Regions from separate parts of the Zea mays genome. Here region 2 is linked to region 1. A link is a contact called in public Hi-C data. All regions are on one chromosome and are shown on one strand. Each heading gives the region's core, a stretch centred on a gene start, on an enhancer-like site or on the middle of the called end of the contact. The rest is flanking DNA. Distances are from core to core; before and after follow the strand shown.

Region 1 (7,121 bases), core at 3,028-5,527:
CAGTTCAAAGGGGGTGGCACTGGCACCAAAACCCAAAACAACTTTAACTCTTGACTTATCCTCGAATGTGATGTATTCCTTACCAATCATAGGGTTGAGGCTGGAGAACTATCTGAAGCTTTCGATCATGTGTTGCGAACAATCGAAATTCATGGGCCACGTATTCTCTAGGCCTCCGTCCTGCATCAAAAGAAAGACATGGGGTGAGCAAATGACACAACACTGGGCTTAGGATACTAATAAGGAAATTAGTGTTGAGACATTAGTCCCTGATAAGTGTTAGGGAAACACCAAACGTTTTTGGTCCCAATGGAGGGGTAGCTATCACCACAAGAATGAAACAGTGGTCCGCTAGAGAAGTGGGTACTAAAACCACTGGCACGAGTCTTTGGTCATATGGCACATGACCACCATATGGACTCACTTTGTGAGGCCTAGCAGCATCAGGCAAAGCACCTCTCGGCCTAGTAGGACATCTTTGAGCAGGAATATCATGAACACCATGAGAAGAGCAGTTCATGTTCCCTCTGATCAACTCAAAACCCACTGCTCATCTCTCTTCCTTGTAAAGCAAAAGGTAGCCAAATACTCATACCTCTCACAATACTCACAATAGAACCTTAGCTCTCTCTTGGGCGAAATATGTTTGTGGGAGTGAGTCTTTTTGGGTGGATGAGGAGCTCTAGGAAGGGGATCCCTAGAGATGTCTGGCAGAGTGTCAAGTGTGTTCCTGAGATGGTTAAGTTTTGGATACCACACTTGTTTCTAAGGTGGGCCTCTACAGGCTCCACAAACACTCCATCTCTCATAGCAAGGGTGGTAGATTTAGGTGGAGTGATTTTGACAAACTTTGGGGAGGCTAGATGTTTCTCTAAAGAACTCAACCCACTGCACTCACCAACCTTAACAAAAGGAGCGTTACTCACAGCCTTAGCAACAATGCCTAACATTGATCTGCCAGCTTCCCTCTTGATCTAACTGATCATCATGCCCAACTTGGGCTCACTTCTAGACACCCATCTTAAGACTGATCGAAGGTATGTGTTTTTCTCCTTGATCCTAATCTTGTCATGTCTGCAAAACTCAAGAGCAAACTACAAACCCCCACAAAGTGCACACTATGCAGGTACAAATGCACTCACTGAGTTAGCCTTCTTAAGTGAGGCTATCCTAGCGTTCTTCTCCGCTAGCTCAGTCTGTAAGCTAGGACAAGTAGTACACACACCTAACAAGCTAGGCCTAGATTGAAGCTCGTCACACTCATCTAGCAAGGTGGCATATTTGGTCTACAATGTGGTGATGTTCAACATATGTAAAGCGCACTCATCACATTCAGTCTCGTCGAACACTACGATATAAGCTCTAACAAACTCAAGCTCACTAAGCGTGCTCTACTAGTTACTTTTGAAATCTTTCCTTTCACAAGCAGCAAGCCTAAGCAACTTATCCTGACTAGCCAGAGCAGTCATCAGCTCCTCTAGAGTCATGGTCTAGGTCACTCAGGGAGGCGAGGAAGGCACGCTCCTTGATCTTCGCCTTCTAGAGATACTTCTTCTTAAGTGCCTCCTTACTGAACCTCCGCTGGACTTGTGCTTGCCAAAGGTGTGCTCCCGCTTGCCCTTGTGCCGACTAGAGTGGTAGTCGCGTGGGCCAGCCTTTGCCTTGCCCTTCTTGGGGCAACTGGCCATGAAGTGGTTGGGGTCACCGCAGTTGAAGCATCCATCCTTGGACCCACCACATCGTCGGTTCTGGTGGTTGTTGTGAAACCACATGAACCAGCTAGCAACAAGCGCTAGCTCCTCATCTCCAAGGCTCTCCACCTACTCCTCTGTGATGGTCAACAAAGAAGATAAAGCAAACATAGCAGGTGAGGGGTTAGAAGAAAAACCACCTCCAGAGACCAGGGCCATGGTGGGTGCACCAGAGTTCTCAATCTTGGCCAGGTCTGGTGGTCAATCTTGGTGGACTTGAGCTTGCTGAACAACTCATCCGTGATGAGTCTCAGTTGTGTGACTCGATGATTGTCAAGACCTTCACCTCCCAAAATCTCCGAACTATTGCTTGATGTAGCTTGAGCGCTCTCTCATGATCATCATAGGGTAGTTGCGCCTTGTTTGCGCGTATTTTGTTCACAATTGGCTGGAAACGAGAGAACATGGTGTCAATTGTCTCTCCAGCCAACTGGACAAAGTTCTCGTACTCTCGTCGTATGTCTTAAAAGTCTAGTCTTCACATGATCATTTCCCATATGGAATTTCTCGACTGTGGACCAGATCTCATGAGCCGTAACTAAATGTCTAATTCGCTCAAACTCAGCAAGCAAGAGACATGAGAACAAAACATTTCAGGCTTTATTGTTCGAATCATACGGCCCTATCTGTAGAGACATGATCCGAGCACCCTGGACATCGAAAGCATCATCGCGGCATATCTCCTAGACATGATACACAATACTCTGAAGATACGATGATATGCAAATCTTCTAGTATGGGTAATTGGTCCCATCGAAAAATAGAGGTTTGTCAACACCTCGTTCCATGTCGCCTTCCGTGGATCAAGAACCGATTATGGTGGATTGATCCTTAACCAGCTCCAATACCAATTGAAAGATTGAAAAGGCAACTAGAGGGGAGGGGTGAATGGGAGCCAATCAAAATTTGTTGCTTAAAACAAAAGCACATCAACGAACTAGTGATCTCATGTTTTTAAAATGTTCTTAGGACTCATACAAGACCAACAAAATGAACGGATCGCAAATCAGACATTGAAAAGTCTGAATCAGCCAAAACCGTGTCACTATTTAGTGTTGTTTTCAGCAGCTCAAAATTTAGTTTTCGAATGCGAAACTGATCCAAATGGACTCCAATTGATCTAAATGTTTGCAAACACCTCGAAAATTGAGTTTCCAAGGTCTCCACAAAATTTGAACTCGATCAGATTTGTAAATAAATTGCAGATCATAAAACACAGACTACACGGTTTAGTTCGGGTTTTCAAAACGAGTTCAGATCAAGTCACGACCACAAACTGCTCAAACCAGATGATTGCATTGGCCTAGAGAGTTGTCTTTACTCCAAGGCAATCCCCAAAACAATCCCCAACTCATGAAATCAACAATTCTCACAAAATCCAAAGAGATGGGTCGAGAGAGAAGAAAGTGATTCAAAATCGAGCGAGATCAAGAAGACACAATATGAACAAACACTGGATCATGGATTGTTACAGCCATCCTTTCTTTCAAAATCAAGGTTACATAGATGTGGAGTTAACAAGAACACTTGTGGATCTCGGGGCTAAAAACCAGATCAACTTAAGAAATGGAAACTAGGGTTTTCTAACAAGTGCTAAATAAAATAGCCAAAGAGATGGCTACACACAACAGCCCTCCCACCTATTTATAGGAGGTTATTTTACTAGCCTAAATTACCCTTAGATACATAAAGCTCATCCACTTAACTAGTGGCAAAATGGACCAACTCCTGAAATATGCATCTGACGGCCACACGTTCCACACGAAGTTGCTTCGCCTCGACGCACCTTTCGTGATGACACCATATGCCACCTTCGATTCCCACCTGAACCGCACCACTGAGTTTTCAGTCCCAAACTTGATGAAACCAGACCTTTGTAGTGTTGGGTGGTTTTGAAGCTCAACCACTAAACGCCATGAGTAGCGTACCGCATACGCGTCGCACAGGTCCTAGACACATGTCCCGCCAGTCCTCGACTGCACCGGCGACACGACATACTATGCCACGTCCTCGCGCTAGTGTGTGTATGTAGCACCCAAATTCTTATTTTGGGTAATATGGGAAAACTCATTCCATGACTTCAATAAATGCATTTTCAAATGAGAGATTATATAAAATATTCTTATTTGAATTAAATTTCCTTCATTAAACTATATCTTTAGGATCTATTCTCTAAATTAAATTAGTTATCTCTTAATAGAGATTTTCTTTTAAAGCAAATAATGTTTGTGCATGGCATATGTAAAACAATGGCCAAATAAATAGATAAAATAATTAATGTGAAAATACCTTGCATTCATGCTGAGTTCTTTTGTTTGTGCAATTATATTTAAGTTTGAAGTTTAAAACCAAATTTGAATTAGAAATATGGAAAACAAAATAGAAAGGAAAAAAGAAAAGAGAATATAATAAAGAAAAAGAGAGAGAAAACTTTGCGCTAGGCTAATTCCCTCGTCCCGGTCCCTTTCTTCACAGCGCCAGCCCAGCAAGCCGTCAGCGCCGACAGGTGGGGCCCACCTATCATAGGATGCCTCTCAACCACGCCACAGCACGCACGCTGCTGTCGTGCATGTCCACTCGTCATCCTTGCCATACCCCCTCATCGCGCGTGATCTCGACGTATGCCACTTGCACGTGGAGGTGGGTCCTCAGAACCTCCTCTCTCGGTTAGTTGCAATATTATCCGATGTTGCCATCGGCAATCCCAGAACCGATGCAGCCATCGCCCGCCCTCGGAACTAGCTGCAACGAGGCTATTTATAGTGATCCCCGTACCCCTGTCAAACATGGGAGAAACATCGAGCCCAAACGAAAGCACCGAGAGCCATGTCGGTACCAGACCTAGGAGCCTCACTGCGTTCCCGCGGAAGTGATCGTGGTGGTCGCGCCTGGGTGTATTGGCGACTAGACCTAGGAGCCTCGGCCATTACTTCATCTAGGGTACGAACACTTCCATGGAATTCGCCTTGGTATCCTCTACATGTAGAACCAGGAATGGAGTTTGCCAACCGAGAGCATGGTGGGGGTGAGGGCCGCCCATGGTGCCGCCGCAGCTAATAGGGCACCGCCGCCGCTGGCCGTCGTGAAGTGGGTGGTTTGGCCATGGCTGTTGGCTGCTTGATAAACGACCCCGATTAGATGCAAGATACCCATTTGGTCACACTTCATCCTGACCGTTGATCGAATGGTGGACGTATGAGATTAGATCCCGGCGTTTTAAATCTGGAGCGCTGATCTGTAATCGAACGGGTGATATCGTGTACCACTTTATAGCTCTCGGAGTATGATCTGGATGGTCCGTTTTTAATCGGACGGCTCAGATTATCCTGTACCCCTTCACCGTGGCATTTTCATTAAGAGCCCCTATGTTTTACATATTCAACCCACCGTCCATGTTCTATTTAAAATAATCACGTTGAAGTCCCTAGTATTTGCAATAAACCACCTAGATTCTATTTTATGTGCTAAACAAACATTTAAAAGTACCCTAAAATTAGCCCATAACTTTTGCATCTTAACTCTGTTTTAGTCCATTCAAATTGTGTTAGCTTCGTAATAAACTTTTCTACACAGTAACAACAATATTTGTATTATATCACATAGTTTTATAATTAGATATTTATTTAACCTATGTTTAGTATGTCACATCTGGATTTAAGGGCAAATCTAGGTGTGTCTCAAATGTGTGTTATGATCAAGTATCGCACATATGATAACTCATGGTATAGAAATCAATGTCACATCTTTATTATAAAATAGGGGTTCTGTACAAAATAGTCAAATAAATACATCACATGATGACAACGATCCTCGATGTAGGAAATTGTGATGCCTAAGAGGGGGTGAATTAGGACTTCTAAACACTTTTATCTAACCTAGTCAACAAATAAATCCCTAAAACTAAACCTATGTAAATAAGCAATCTTGAATGTGCAAATTAGATTTTTCCTTTGTGTTGCTATCTCTGTTGTAAAAGGAGTTATGCAACCTAAGTTCGGATCCTATATATTCTACACTAAGAATAGTAAAGATTGTAACTTAAGTAGAGAGAGTAAATACAGAAGATAGCTAGTAGAGAAAGAAAACTCTTGTGTATGATGTCGATATTTTTACCGAGGTATCCGGAACCACGCAAGGTCCGGAACAATCCTCGTTGGTGCCCCTACGCAAAGGGTAGCCCACGTGAGGGCCAAACACCACGCAAGAGTAACTCCGTAGGGAGCCACGAGCCTTCTCCACGCGCAAGTTGTGCTCCACTTCCGGCTCCTCTCGGACAATCCCCATCGTCTCCACTATCGAGCTTCCGGCCAAAACGTCGTGGGCCTCATTCTCTCCGGTCCATGTTGGCGGCCGTGACACAAACTCGGTTGTCACGGTCTCGCAAGACTCTCGCCTCACTCGGTACAATTATAATGGCTCACACAAGAGCTGAGGAGTTTTGTGGTTTTTCTAAATTCACTCAACTAACTAGGAATAACCTAGAGCAAGCGCATAAGCAGTCTAACTAACCTAAGCACTTCGCAAAGCACCTACGCTAATCACCGAGTGATTCTATTAAGCACTTGGGTGTATGAGCACTTGGTAATGTCTATAACATGTGTTGATATGTTGCTTGGGATCCCACTCCTTCAAATAGCCAGTTGAGAGAAGTATATATAGGCCCCAACTTAAATATAGCCGTTGGAGAAAAGTTGTTGCTCTCTGCGGCACATCGGATAGTCCAGTGGTAGGCACTGGACAGTCTGGTGTCCACTAGCCATTGGATTTGACCATTGCAGGTGACCGTTGTCGCGTGCTTCTCCACCCCGCTTGCCCATTTCGGGAAATGATTAACTCACACTAGCTTTACTAATTAATCAGCCAAGGGCGACCCATTCCACCCTTGTGGTAGCACTATTTTCTTGGGTGGTCGCTCCATGTTCCAATTAAACAAATTTATCTTATCATACATGAGAGTAACCAACAATAATAATTCATATTGGAACAGGATCATAAATCATATATATAGCATTAATCCCAAAACCAGGTAGAGCAATAGCAAGACTATCACATAATTCATTTGTTTGCAAGGTGTAGGGTAAACAAACTAGGTAACCTATTAGGTCCCATTAGCTTAACCTAATAGTGCCACGGTGATTAACAGAATTATTATTAGGTAAAGAAAGTGATCAAGGACACAACTTGACTTTTTGGTGCAACTCTAAGTACTTCTCCAATTTGATCGTCAGGTTTCTCGTGATCTTGCTTCTACTCGTAGCAATACATACAAATAAACAAATAATGAATATGATAACATTACACCAAAACATGAGAAAAAACTGTGTAAGGATATTCTACGTGTCGCTACGAGACCGTAGGTTCGAGAACTAC
Region 2 (7,121 bases), core at 1,651-4,150, 130 kb after region 1:
ATCCTCCACTGCATGAACAGGTCTGCGCCACCCGAGAGCACACCACCCCTTTTAGGCGGTCCTTTGCCAGGAGGGTACGTGCCACTCTCGCCATCTCTCCACTCCCAGTGCGCGATTGTCTTTTCATGTATGGAATAGCCGGGTTCAAGCTTACCCTGTCCCATTTCCAGGGCATGTGGCTAGTTAAGATAGTCCTTGATCAACAGGCCTACATACGCATCCAATCCTTAATTAACCTGGGTGGAGCATCACCTGTTCCTAACCCAAGTCTCGAGTTAAGTACTTCCATCCTTAGGATTGTTTATGTTCCTAGGATGAAAAGAGCATCACAGGGAACTTTGCAGTAAGATCCCACCACGCTCTCAATGAAAATATTCTTGTAGGTAGAAGTCATCTTTCCTCAGGATAACCCCTGAGCTAGGCCTTAATGCAAAAGACAACCTCTATCCACAAGATCTGAGCAGGGCTAAGCATTTTTGTAAATTAGATTTTGATACTTCACCAGAAGTATCTATAAAGGTATGGATATCAAGGAAGGCAATGCATCAAAGGGTTCCAAGCAACTCCTATAAACCTAATGCACATTTCACTAGACTTAAAGTGTGCCAAAATTATTTAAAAACACAAGGAAGGGGTTGCATGCACCGGGGCTTGCCTGGAATAAACACTACGTTAGTGTTTGTTAGATGATGTCCGCTTGACGAGTGCCCCTCGACCGAGCACTTGCTTGATTTAACCATCTTCTTGTTGGTCCATCAACTTCACTATGCGGAGTAGCCCGTGCTTGGGGTCGACTTGGCTCGTCTTCCGCATCACACGATTAATTAACATACCTGAATGAAATGCACTATGCACATGAATGCATATAGACAGGAATATCGCAAACCTAAATAGTGTTCGCGATAGCGAATTAAACACCTAGCGGCGAAGCGTTGTACAAGTTTATATGGAAATACTAGTTACCGACGTACGACTAAGCGCAATAATCACGGTTTTCTAGATTAAACGAACCTAACGTAAACATTACGAACAACACATTAAACATAATCAGCCTAAACACAACTCATTAGCTAATTGGCTAAATGCTAAATTCATCCCCCGCTGTATAAATTATACCACCTTGCTTCCCAAGAACCAATTTAATTTTATCAAACAATTATAATTCGTCAATAGTAATACTAACAATATTATTGTCTAGACATTTTAAAATACTAAATTTAACCTACGCGTCACCGAAATACTATATTCTACAAAATAGAACTAGTTCGAATATATTCGGCAACTAAACTCCTCGAAGCATACCTCGCCTTACTGGTATTGCTAACTTAATCGTATACGCATACGTAGCGTCTTATTTTACGATCATAAAATCGATAGTAAAAATAGCGAATCGGCTCACCACATCACAACTCGATTTGGTAGTTGCCTGAACGACGACGACATTCAGCTGAAGTCCTTGATCGAACATCTGGCGAGCGTGACTGACGAGCTAGGGCTGAGGCGAAGCTTGATGACGAGATCGTGTTAGAAGCGAGCTGGTGAGGTGGGGTTTGAGCAGAGGATGATGGGTTCCACGACTCGACGGTAAACGCGAGCACGCGCGAAACTCGATGGATGAAAAGCGAACGCACGGATGGGTCGGGCTGGGACTAGAGGACGACGAATATGCAGAGTTTCAAAATCATGCGTGCAAGATGAAAAGACGCGCGGCTAGAGACCTAAGCATCCGCGGTGGTAATTTAGACGAAAGCGAACTAGTGGCGACAACTCTCGGCCAGGCAACGATGCACCGACATGAGTGTCGTGGGATGTCAGCACCACAACAGCAGGCGAGCTGCGAAGCGGAATTAACGGCGGACAAGAACAACCAATCGGCGAGAGCTAAATACCGCGCGATGGGCATTAGGGACAAGCGCGTGCGGCAGCGACTATGGTCGACTAGCTAAGCGAGGTCGACGGTGAACGACGTGACGACGAATGAGGTCGACGATGTGATTGGGAATTAAAGCCGAGCGAACCAAGAGGACACGCTGGCGAGCAGAAAATAGGACACGACTGCGTGCAGAGGAGAACTCGGCACGACGAAGGACCATGAAACGCTGCACACGCGACAAGGAAGTAGAAAACTACGACAAGGGAGCTCAGCGCGCAGCGAGCTGAGGAACGATGGCGATGTCATGACCGAGCCGAGAGGAGGTGCAGAACGCTGAGCAGAGCGACGACGGTGACCAGGCGAGATCCAAACGTGGCGAGAAAACTCTCTGTCGCGTAGAGAAGAACAAGTAGCAGGGAGCAGCGAGGGCACGACGAGCTGCAGCTGAGCGCGGTCGAGCAGAGGAGAGCACCGAGGGAGCTGAGAGCTCCGGCGAGCTGAAAAAAAATACCGCGCGCGCAAAGCGAGCAGCAAAGCGACGGCGCGCAGGAACGCGACAAGCAGGGGTCGGAGGCGAGCTCGGCACGGCGGCCATGACCGAGCAGAGAGGGGCTCGCGCGAGGAAGAAGCGCGCGCCATTGGAGGACTGGAGCCGAGCGCTGACGAGCTGGGAAACACCGAGCTGGAGCTCCACGGCGTGCAGCAAAGGAACCGTGCTTAGCAGAGAGATGAAGACGCGAGGGAGAGAGAAAATTTCTGGGCGCAGGGGAACGCGCGGTCGAGCAGGGGCCGGACGCGCGACGCGCAGGAGCAGGGGCTCGCGGCAGGGAGCAGTGCGCAGAGGGCGAGCAAGCAGCCTCAAAGATGGATAGCGGCGGGATGGGCTGGGAAGGAGCACGAGCTCGCGTAGGAGATGAATGGTCCTGTTCGGTTGTTCCGGATTGGAGCCCCGGATTAATTCCTAGCCGGATTACTTCTCTAATTTATATAGATTTTGATGAACTGGAATGAATCCTGGCTCATTCCGGTACAACCGAACATGCCCTAAAGGCTGGGCGGTGGGATTTCATTTTCTCAGAGTTGAGCGGCGCAGGATAACGACGCCGACTGAAAAAAAATCAGGAGCAGCGGCAGATAAGGCCAGGCCTGTGATTGAGCGAGCATAGACAATTCGAAGGCTGGAGAAGATCAAGCAGAAGCTACGTACCAAGAGATAAGAAGAAGAGCTAAGCTACGTATGAAGAGATAAGAAGAGCTTAGACGGTGAAGGATAAAGATCTGAGCAGCTTCAAGAAAATCGCAGGAAGACGGCACCATGGAAGATTTTTTTTTAGATTTTTTTCTGTTTTCATTTTTTAAGAGAGAATCGTAGATATTTCGGATCCCGATTTGGAGTCACAGATATTTCAAACGGTTAGATTATTAGCGATGCATAATGAGTTGACGGTATCTGTGATACAGTTCAATTTAATCGAAACCAAATAGGATTCATCTAAATCTTGTTTATTTTGACGAAAGAAATTTCAGACATCCGGGTTTTAGTATTAGGATTTGGGCGTGGTCTAATTAGTCGGATCAAAATTTTACTGGTGACGATAAATGAGACAAATAGGATTAAACTGATTCTCGTTCTGATAATTTGTTCCGAAACTTTATTCGTCGAGCACTAAATAAATTTAGTCGGGATAGAAATCATCAGAGTGGGTCGGGCTTCCGAATTCGGATTCGCGCGAGCGATGAATTTTAAATAATCACCGGACGCACCGATTTTCGGAACAAAGATGTTCCGAATATTACGAAAATTGAGGACAAGCCCGGATAGATAAAAATAAAAACGACGTCGCACTTGCGACAGACGAAATAGATGCGATATTAAAACCGCGATAGATGAAAATAATTAGACCTTAGTGTCCGTCTTATTCACTGATATCACGTGCTTAAATCCGTACTCGTTGTCGAGCGGAATATAAACACCTAGGGTGTTACAGCCCTCCCCCCTTAAAAGAATCTCGTCCCGGGATTCGGAGCGAAAGACTTTTAAAGAGAAGCATGTAACCCATATCCATATCAGCGGTAACATTAAGACAATCCGAAGCGAAGGCGAATGCCTCAGAATGTGGTTTCTCAAGTGGACATAACATATATTGCCTTAGGCTAATTTAGAAATGTCCACCGTTAGAGATGATGTCTGCAAGAGGAACACATAAGGTTCCATGTGTGCAGATTGCTTTTTCTGATGACATTGTACTATCTGAGTCTGTTGAGCGAGCGGTAAATACTCGATTTTACCCAAACAAAATCAGATGCACCATCTTGGGTAAAACACACAGAAAGAGGTTTACCAACAAGTGGTTACAGTAAGTTCATAGCACACGAGACGAGTGTGGATGTCGAATAACATCACAGTGGACCCGTGGCTAGCCAGAAAATCCAAGTCCCTAAAAGATGATATAGATTCAAGGGATCTGTAAATAAGACTGGGCATATTACCCGCTACCCGATACCCGAACCCGAAAAACCTAGACCCGGACCCGAAATACCCGAACCCGTGGTACCCGAAGTCTAATCCGGATAGTAAATGCTATTACCCAAAATTAGTTTGGGTATTTCGGGTAGTAGCACCCGGTACCCGAAGTACCCATATTAGTACTGCACACTGTGCCGGTCTCCGGTCTGGCCGTCTGGTCATCTGGTGGAGTGGAGAAGTGGGCCTTGGGCTTGGACTGGACATGATCACGTGCACATGCCATATTGCCATGGCCCATGATCTGATGATCCCACAAAGTCAACACAGCACGTCCGCACACCAAGCCAATTAGCCAAGCTGCCAAAGTGCCCAGGCGGTAAGGCGCGACGCTGCAAAACCTAGAAGTAGCTAGCCGCCACCCGCCACCGCAAGACACCTTTCTCCATTGTTCTAGTTATCCAGTCCCTCGTCCTCGGTGGCGCGTGGTGGACTGGTGGTGCCCGAGGCAGCGGCCGAGCCAGACGTCGGCTGCTTCTTCAATCTTCACCAATCATCACTCATCAGGTCGCTGGTTCTTTTCTTGTTCCTTCTTCAATTATTCACCACGCTGGTTCACCTAACCCAAGTACCCAACTACCGACCGATGCCCCTAGCCAGTACCTCCATCATTAGGTCACCTATCACGAGCCGCCGGCGACTAGGGGATTGAAGGACGGCAGCCACATCGGAATCGTCGTGCAATGTATGTATTTCCTAGTCCCAGCCTGGAACCCTATTCCCCTTACTATTTTTAGTCTGTGAGTGACATTGTTCTTGAATAGGACAATTTATTGTTCTTGCAATGATTAATTGATTATAGTGTTCAATTTTGATTTATGTAGATGCCAGAACCAGAGGATAATATTGAGTCACTAGCCAACGGGACTCAATTTGAAAGTCAGGAGACAACAATGGTGCAAGTAGAGACTCAAGTGCAAGACAAAACTGACGACAATAAAAAAATGGTCATTAATGTGGAAGAGAAGGAGAAAGAGAAAGTCGAGAGGAGGGAGATGGCTTCAAGGTCTGAGATGTGGCAACATTTTATTAAAATCAAGGATGACAAAGGGTCTCTAAAGGCTGGAAGGTGCAAATATTGCCACCATGAAATCAAGGCTGACACAAGGGGGCATGGAACATCTGCGTTGAAGAAACACTTTGGTACATGCAAACGCAATCCTCATGTTTTCAACAAGGACTCAAAGCAAGGCACCTTGCAAGCATGTCATGGGGAAGCTCCTGCCACTTGGAGGTTTGATCAAGAAGCACTTAGAGATGCCTTTGCTGAGATGGTAATAGAAGATGAGCAACCCTTTTGTTTTGGTGAGAAGCCTGGCTTTAGAAAATTTATGTCCAAAGCTTGTCCTCGTTTCCAAGTTCCATCTAGGAGAACTTGCACAAGGGATATTGTACGTCATTACTTTGAAGAGAAAGCCAAGCTCAAGAAGTTGTTCAAAGATTCTTGTCAGAGAGTGTGCCTGACAACAGATGCTTGGACTTCTCAGGTTCAAGATGGATATATGACTGTTACAGCAACTTTCATTGATGAAAACTGGAACTTGCACAAGAAAGTGATAAGTTTTTTCATGGTAAAAGGTCACAAGGGGGAGGATATTGGGAAGAACTTGACAAGATGCTTAGCTGATTGGGGTTTGGATAGAGTAATGACTATAACCGTGGATAACGCAAGTGCGAATGACAGTGGTGTTGATTATTTGAGGAAGCATCTGCAGAAAACCAACATTGCCAAGGGCAAGTACTTGCATATGAGGTGTGCAGCCCACATTGTGAATCTTATTGTAAGAGATGGATTGCAAGAAGTGGACCAATCTATTAAGCGTGTTAGGGTTGCTGTTAGATATATAAAAAATGGGACTTCAAGATTGGTCAAGTTCAAAGAAATTGCTCAGGAAGAGAATGTGGACAGCAAAGCATTTTTGAAACTTGATGTGCCAACAAGGTGGAATTACACATATTTGATGTTGAAGGCTGCAATTGTTTATGAGAAAGTGTTTTTAAAATTAGTTGAAGATGACACAAATTATGTCATTGATTTGTCTGAAGTAAGAGATGGTCCTGGGCATCCTGATGAAGATGATTGGGATAATGCAAAGAAGATGGCACAATTTCTACAACACTTCTATGACCTTACTGTTCGTATATCTTCTTCCCTCCAAGTCACTAGTAACGGTTTCTTTCATGAGATAGGAGAAATCCGTATGTTGATTCAAGAATGGTTGAGTAGTGAAGATAGTTTGCAAGTTTCAATGGGGAATAGAATGAAAGATAAATTTGATAAGTATTGGGGACTTTGGCACACCAACAGCAAAGATAATGAGAAAGGACATCAACAAGAGCAAGAAAGGGATAAAGGGCGCAACAAATGCAAGGGAAAGGAGAAGGAGAAAGAGAACATCAATTTGTTGATATTTGTGGCTGCCTTACTTGATCCAAGGTACAAGTTATCTTTGTACACAAAGATTAGTGTTGAAGAGATATTTGGTGAGGAATCAGGTAAATTGGTTTGGGAAGCAATTAATACTTCTGTGACAGAGCTTTTTGAAGAATATAAGACCATGTATGCTCCAAATGAAGAAGTTGTTCAAGTGGTTGATGTTGATAAATCTAAGAGAGTATCACGACGAATGCTTAAAGAAAAAATTGCCAAGAAGATGAAATTAAACAATTGTTCTACTAGCACCAACAAATCTGAACTTGAGAAATATCTCTCTGAAGAAACAG

Evidence for each region. A called contact is a pair of places that touch in the nucleus more often than the background predicts.
Region 2: a Hi-C map of leaf shows a contact between it and region 1, with 5 times the contacts expected there. The contact joins two enhancer-like sites. A contact is called at or near these places in 5 of 25 Hi-C or Micro-C datasets (bundle sheath, ear and leaf).

What each region holds. Positions count from the first base shown.
Region 1 is chr10:114,190,479-114,197,599 of Zm-B73-REFERENCE-NAM-5.0, forward strand. No RefSeq gene overlaps it. Among protein-coding and RNA genes, the nearest start is that of LOC542550, 9.6 kb to the left of the region's middle. Within about 2 kb of position 4,278, at least 18 of the 20 cell types and tissues checked have an H3K27ac peak or open chromatin away from gene starts, as enhancers often do. A contact at or near this core is called in leaf, where this site is marked.
Region 2 is chr10:114,321,566-114,328,686 of Zm-B73-REFERENCE-NAM-5.0, forward strand. No RefSeq gene overlaps it. Among protein-coding and RNA genes, the nearest start is that of LOC100276120, 49 kb to the left of the region's middle. Within about 2 kb of position 2,901, at least 4 of the 20 cell types and tissues checked have an H3K27ac peak or open chromatin away from gene starts, as enhancers often do. A contact at or near this core is called in leaf, where this site is marked.